2 separate regions of the Oryctolagus cuniculus genome follow, and region 1 is linked to region 2. Evidence: chromatin contacts called from public Hi-C data. All regions are on one chromosome and are shown on one strand. The core of a region is the stretch at or near the end of the contact, and the rest is flanking DNA. Distances in the headings are between cores, read along the strand shown. Region 1 overlaps FYN (FYN proto-oncogene, Src family tyrosine kinase). Region 2 holds the start of FYN (FYN proto-oncogene, Src family tyrosine kinase).

Evidence for each region. A called contact is a pair of places that touch in the nucleus more often than the background predicts.
Region 1: a Hi-C map of an unstated tissue shows a contact between it and region 2, with 4 times the contacts expected there. The contact joins the enhancer-like site here to the promoter of FYN in region 2. A contact is called at or near these places in 2 of 6 Hi-C or Micro-C datasets (ear pinna and an unstated tissue).

What each region holds. Positions count from the first base shown.
Region 1 is chr5:59,881,173-59,884,813 of mOryCun1.1, forward strand. The region is part of intron 5 of FYN (FYN proto-oncogene, Src family tyrosine kinase); the gene reads left to right. Among named protein-coding and RNA genes, the nearest start is that of TRAF3IP2, 100 kb to the right of the region's middle. Within about 2 kb of position 2,374, at least 2 of the 8 cell types and tissues checked have an H3K27ac peak or open chromatin away from gene starts, as enhancers often do.
Region 2 is chr5:59,710,769-59,714,133 of mOryCun1.1, forward strand. FYN (FYN proto-oncogene, Src family tyrosine kinase) reads left to right here and starts at 1,512. Exons shown (of 14, transcript XM_008263382.4): 1 at 1,512-1,965.

The DNA.
Region 1 (3,641 bases), core at 1,124-3,623, 170 kb after region 2:
AGTGTTGCTCTCCACCGTCCAGGGCACTCCCACACGTGGATGGTTCCACAGGATTGGCACGAGGCTGGGCTTCCCACCTCCCGTGCCTCCTGCCTGGAGATTTTTCTCAGTGTTTCCAATGCTGCACTAGCAAGGCCCTCACTGAAGGCTGGCAGCAAGCCCCTTCTGTTTTCAGGACCACAGCCGCCGAACGCCCCCCTTGGTGTAGCCTGTGGTGGTGCCGCCCTGTCAGGAAAATCGGGCGGTGACTCAGTGTGTGTGAGGTGAACGCAGGAGCGGCTGTGCCCCTGTGTGAATGCTGCATGTGTGCATCTCAAGTGTGGCCGTTAGCAGCAGTAGCCCACAGGCAGGAGGGACATCTCGCTGTTCAAATGCTGCATTTAAGATTTATTTATGTATGTATTCATTTATTTGAAAGGCAGAGTTACAGAGACAGAGACAGAGAGACCTTCCATCCATTGGGTCACTCCCCCAAATGGCTACAACTGCCAGAGCCAGAAGCCGGGATCTTCTTCCAGGTCTCCCACATGGGTGCAGGGGCCCAAGCACTTGGACCATCTTCTGCTGCTTTCCCAGGCACATTAGCAGAGAGCTGTATCAGAAATAGAGCAGCCAGGACTTGAACCACTGCCCATATGGGATGCCGGTACTGCAGGTGGCAGCTTTAGTGCCGGCTCCTCAAATGCTGCATTTAGTACCTCTCTAAGGCAGAGCACACCTGGGGCAGATTTCCCTGGGGATTTGAAACATTGCTCCTGTTAGCCTAAGGCAGCGTGCATGAAGGCCCTCCAGAAAATGCCAGGCCCTGAAGGAAGCATCAGGGCCCCCACCAGCACGCTGGGTCCCCCCCGAGTCCTTGTGAGCACCCCTGGTGGTTGAATGCTACCTAGGGGCTGCTGGATGCCACAGAGGGCTGTCCTGTGTCACCAAGTCTGGTTGTGCCACCTCTCCTCCACTGTCCCAGCAAACTGATAGCGGGACATGCCAGCTGGTGGAAGGACTTGAGCCAGGCCTTTCAGCTTTATTATCATTGTCATCACTAACGGAGCTGTGGCTGTTGTTTAACTTTTTAGCGAAATGCATGTGGAGAGCGCACGTAGCAAAAGCCATGTGTCGTGGTACTCGTGCACTTAGCGTATGTACTTACTGCCACTCTGATGTCCACTTAGAGGGGGTTGAGAGGAGCAATGCCATGATACATAGATCTGATCACAGTTTGGTTTTTAAGTATCCCATTTTGCTGGATTTTTATAAACTAAGCTCGCCTGAACAGCCAGCACCCAGGCCAAAAGGAACACTACCTGGCACCCAGGAGCTCTCTGTGTAAAAACAGCGAGCAGCCGCCACTTGTGAAGGTTCCCGCTGCTGCAGCCGCACGCTGAGCTACAAGTGTTCTCATTTATTCTTCACAACAGCTGTCGAGGGGATGTCACCATGCAACATCGGAGGAGCAGAGGGGCCCAGGTCAGGGACCTGCCCAACTCCCCAGAGTGCTCCCAGCTAGCCGGCGGCAGGGCCCAGGGTGGGCTGGGGACTGGGCATCCTGAGGACAGGGTCAGGTGCAGTCTGGGGCAGCCCAGGTCCCCGTGAGAGGGGGAGGAAGCACGGCAGTCTAGGGGAGGTTCGGGAGGAGGAGGCGGAGGGAGCCTGGCTTTGTTCTCCTGACTTCCCGCTCCTTGTTGTTAGTTTGAGTCTCAGATGAATTCCGTCTTGTCGGAATCTGTTAACTCACGAGTCTGAAATACGCCACTCCTCCCCTCCCCGTTTACACAGTATTCCCTAAATGCCAAGGTTGCTTTAGCGATGTGAACCCTCCTGCTGAATTCTGAGAGGTAGGAGTAGCAGGGAGGCCTCGCACACACGGCTCGCACGGCTCCCCCGGCTTCTCCACGCTGAACATGGACCTGCCTGGGAAGTCAGCCCCCGTCAAAGTCAAGTACATGACTTCCGCCCTTCGCGGGCCTGGCAAGGCTCTACAGTGTCATCAGATTGAACTTTTGCAGAAACATTTTCCCCTGCATCGCAGCCTCTGTCTTGTGATCTGCAGGCAGGGCTTTTGGTGCCCGCAGAAGCCTTTGAGTACCCGACACTGTCCTCCCAGAAGAGGACCCCACGGAGGTCTTTTTGCCTTCATGTTTTTCCTTTTGCCCGTGGAGTTCCTCACCCTGTGCGCCACCTACATGCCCTTGTTCAAGGTGATGGGAAAGAAAAACGAGGCTTGTGAAGGGAACCCAGCATCCTGAAGTCAAGGGGAATAACAGAGAAGGGAAAACGGTGATGGGGAAACAAAGCCGGCACACAGCAGCAGATGGCGGGGCTCCCCTCCCCCGCTCTCCCCCGCCTAGCCGCCCCACCTCCTAGTCTGTGTCCTCCCACGCCCTCCCCCGTCTAGAGGCAGAAACTGCAGGCCGCAGGGCCTGGCTTTTGTGTTTCACAGTGCAGCTGTGCCCACAGGCGGAGGCTGCAGGTGCAGCTGCCGTGAGGGCTCAGGGTCCCGTGTTAGGACGCGATTTCACTGGAGCCCGTTTTGCTAGTCTGTGAGAGCCTCCGTCCGATTCCCTGCTTTCACCACCGGGAAGCAGTGGCCCTGTAGAACACAATAGAGGTTTTTAAACAGAGAGCCGAGCTGTGACCCCTTCCGGGTTCTTTTCTGTTGTGATAAAGAAGTAGTCCTGGCTTAGCACCCCACGCAAACACTTGGTGAACATTGTACAGCTGTGCTCCATGGAAGTGAGATGAGACCAAGTTTAGAAAGAATCCAACATTCATGATGGAAAGGCTCCCCAGCCAAGCAGATTGAGGCTTACCCAGGTTGGCACATGCCCCTTCCTGGCTCCATCAGGGCCCTTGGGGCCCGTAAGCCTTGGGTTGGGGACTGGCTCTTGTGATCCATCTTCAAATCAAAGGCACAGGGAGAGCTGCTATATATTTCAAAACATAAGAGCCATCCTAGGGGCCGGCACTGTGGCTCACTTGGCTAATCCTCCGCCTGCGGCACCGGCATCCCATGTGGGCACCAGTTCTAGTCCCGGCAGCTCCTCTTCCAGTCGAGCTCTCTGCTGTGGCCCAGGAAGGCAGTGGAGGATGGCCCAAGGACTTGGGCCCTGCACCCATGTGGGAGAGCAGGAAGAAGCACCTGGCTCCTGGCTTCGGATTAGCATAGCTCCGACTGTAGCGGCCATTTGGGGGGTGAATCAATGGAAGGAAGACCTTTCTCTCTCTCTCCGTCACTAACTCTATCTGTCAAATAATAATAATAATAATAATAATAATAAAAAGAGCCATTCTAAACCAGCAACTTTAGATCAGATGTTTGAGTCACATTGAGATAACAAAGAATGTCTTGCAGGGCGGGGAGGGGAGGGAGCGAGAGTGTGGACGCCAAAACATGGACAGAGGGGAGGAGTCGGTTCTAGTTCTTTAGCACCGCAGAGCAACACACCAGCCCCTAACATCCCCAGTGAAGAGCTAGAAGACAGGCACTCCAAGGCTCCGAACATGAAGACATGATGAGATGGAAGTGCTAATTACCCCGATTGCTCGGCACAGACTGTATACACGTGTTACAGTGGCCCACTGTGCTCCATAAATATGTTCAATGAGTACGCCTCAGTTAAAAGAAAAATTAAGAAATCTTACCA
Region 2 (3,365 bases), core at 262-2,761:
TTTGAGGACCACTGGTTTGGACAACTGTGTCTCCACCCCAAACAACAAACAGGGGACATCGTGACAGGCTAGCATTGAGGAGGAAGAGCCCCTTTCCGTGAGATAAGCGATTCTTGACTAAACGGAAGCTGGAGTTCTAGCATATGGAAAAGATTCTAGTGTTAGCTCTCATTCTGTTTCCTGGGACGATGGAACGAATTAGTAGACACAACTGAAACATGGCTTCTCATTTTGTTTAAGGAGAAAGAAAAAAAAAAGTCACCACTGTATACTATCATTTTGAGTTAGTTACTCAACTTTGCTTTCCTTCAATTTCCTCATTCACAAAATGGAGATGGTGTAATGTTAGTAAATTTTTCAAAAAGGGATTTTTTTTGTTTACAAAAATGACCGACATATTTTAAACTACAGCAAAAAGAAAAGAAGTGTGCAGGAAAGCAATGGTATAGATTTTGAGCATAGATGCAGGAGCTGATTCACTATATTTCTAAGAACGTGTGATTTGCTGAGAGGGAAGGATATAAGGTTCTTGCCAAAACCATTAAGAAGAACGACTCCGAACACGCCTTAAAGCAGAACTTTCAGTAAACAGGAATTACCTATAAAGAAAATCAGGAAGCCAACGTGTTTCTTTTTATGAAGTGACATCCTGCCATAGAAAAGCTGGATAGGAAATAAAGGCTGATGCACTCCCAGCTGTATACGAACCCGCCTATTATTTCATCAAGGAAAATCCGAGCAGACGCCCAGACTCAGTGGAGGGAAAAACACAGGAGAAACCAACGACAACCCACGGCTACAATTAGACATGATTTGGGGAAAATGCACAAAGAAACCTCTGCTCTGTGATTTCGAGTTCCCGGGTCGTCGCCCACCCCTGCCCTCGTTTAAGCAGCACTGGCTCCAGACTTTCGCCAGAAATGCGAATATGTGTGTCCACGAAAACGGGGGACCCACGGCAGAACCCGAGTTTCGTCTCCTCTTCTTTCGCGTCCTCTGTTGCGCGTTTCCAGGGCTCTCCGGGGCTTCTCCAGTTCGATCCGAGGAAGGGCTGCAGTCACCAGCCTAACGCTCCTCCGTCTTACCCCCCGCCCTCAAAGGGCAAGGCTCTCCCGCCGCAGGCTCCCGTGGTCTCGGAGGAGTGGCAGGTGCCAATCTGTAGTAGCACCTGCATTCCTCTGCAAAGCAGAAGCCGCGATTCCCACGGACGCTCTCCCGCCCTGATCTTCCCCTAACTCACAGCTCCCCAGTCTCTAAAACACACCCGCACCTCCTCCCGCGCACCCTCCCGCGCCCCCACCCCGCACGCACGCCGGGATGCCGCTGCCACAGTAACGCTCAACCCTCTCCGCGGCCCCACCCAGGGCCGTCCCGCCCCCTCCGCACACACCAATGGTTGAGGCTCGCATCTCCCACGGGGCCCTCTGATAGGACGGCGAGCCTTGCCACTCTCGGGGCCGCCCCCGCCCCCTGCTCGCTCCCCTCTGGAGCCCGAGGGCCGGAGCATCAGCGGGAGTCGCTGCGAGCAGCCGCGGCGGCGGCGCGTCTTTGCAGTTGCGCCATCTGTCAGGAGCGGAGCCGGCGGGGAGGGGGCTGCCGCGGGAGAGGAGGAGGGGTCGCCGCGAGACCAAGGCCTCCGAGACCCGCCCGCCGGCCGGCCGCGGGAACAGGGGCGAGGCTGCGCTTGGAGCCGTGCGTCCTCAGCCGCCCGGGTGCGGCGCTTCTCCCTGCGCGCCCAGGACTCTCCGGGCGCACACAAAGCCGCCGCCCGCGCCGCACCGCCCGGCGGCCGCCGCCCGCGCCAGGGAGGGATCGGGCCGCCGGGCCGGGGACCCCCGCCCCCCGGCGCCGCCCCCTCGGCGCTCTCGAGGGCCCACCCGGCAGCTGCCTGAGCCGCCAAGGCCGCGCCCGACCACGGCGAGGAGAGGACCATGTGAATGGACTCCGGAGCCTGGCGCCGCGCAGGTAAGCGGCCGCAGATGCGGCGCGGGGGGCCGCGGGATGCTGCGGGGACCCCCGGCCGCCGGCGCCCCCGCACAGCCGCCTCCGCCGCGGTGCCCGGCTGCTGGGCCGTGGCCACCGCCGCCTCCGGAGCGCCCAGCGGGGCAGCCGCGCGCGGGCGCGCGTGCGGGGGGTCTTCCCGCGGCCGAGCGAGGCCACCTCTGCGGGGCGCGGCCCCGAGGCAGCGTGGGGATGGGGCCCTTTCCTTGCCCGCGAGCGGGTGCCGTGTGAAAATCGGAATTGACCTGGGGGCGAGGCTAGCCCAGACTCCGCCCCCGCCCTCCTTTCGGGCCCCCCGCGGGAACCGGGCTGTGTGTGTTGTTTAATGTCGGGGATGATGTAATCACTTAATAATTGATGCCCCGTGCTGCTTCCCTCCCCACCCACCTCGGCCCCACTCCACCTCGCGGTCCCCGCCCTCGGGGCCGTCGCCTTCCCCTCGCGTCCTCAACCCACTCCTGGCACCTCCCGCGCTCCGCCATCCTCCCCTTCGCTCTGCCAGTGCCACCGCCGCCCGCCTTCCCTGTCCCCTCGCCTCCTGGACTCCCGGCCCCCCGGCCCCCACCCCTGCTGCTCCCTGGACCTCCTTTCTCCTCCCCTCCCGGCTCCCTAGCTGCATTTCCTCCCGACTTCCCTGGATCGATGGCTGTTTTTGTTTGGTCCCCTCCCCTCTCTTATCTCTGCGGCCACAGGCCAGGCCGAGGGGACTGGGCCAGAAAAGAGGCCACCCAGCCAAGGCCCAGGAGAGGATTTGCTGGGACTCACTGAGGAGAGGGATAATAAAATCACCCTTCTGGCTCCTCCTTCCCCCAATAAATCACCCAGACCCGCCGTGTGTGAGTGTGTGTGTGTGTGTGTGTGTGTGTGGCACAAAGAGCCCTTTCAGTGCATAGAGGAGACACACAAAGTACCCAAGGATAGGCACGATGCTTCTGGTTTCTCTTCCCCGGGGCTTCCCTTTCTTGCTTATGAAGCAGTCCATCTTCTCTCAAGAGTCTTTCTATCCACATTTACCAAAAAATAAATAAATAAATAAAAGCCCTCCAGATGCCGGCTGGCAGGTGCGGGCACTTTGGTGTATTCACAGACTTGCAGTGTTGACTGGCAGCTGCAGGATTTCTTAGATGTAAGAGGACAGTTATTCCAGCCTTCTTGAAGTTGCTTTACTCTTAAGGTCCCCACCTCCGTGTGTGCCCCCCCCCCCTTTGTGGGGTAGATAACTAAAAGCTGGGGTGGAAGGAATTTGGTGTGGGCTCAGAAGAATCTTGTTTCTGAATCAATGAAATTGGTGTTGACAAGCTGACTCTCTTCTTCGCAAGTCTCAAGCCACTGTCCTAATCTTTTGAAATGAGATCTTGTCTGCC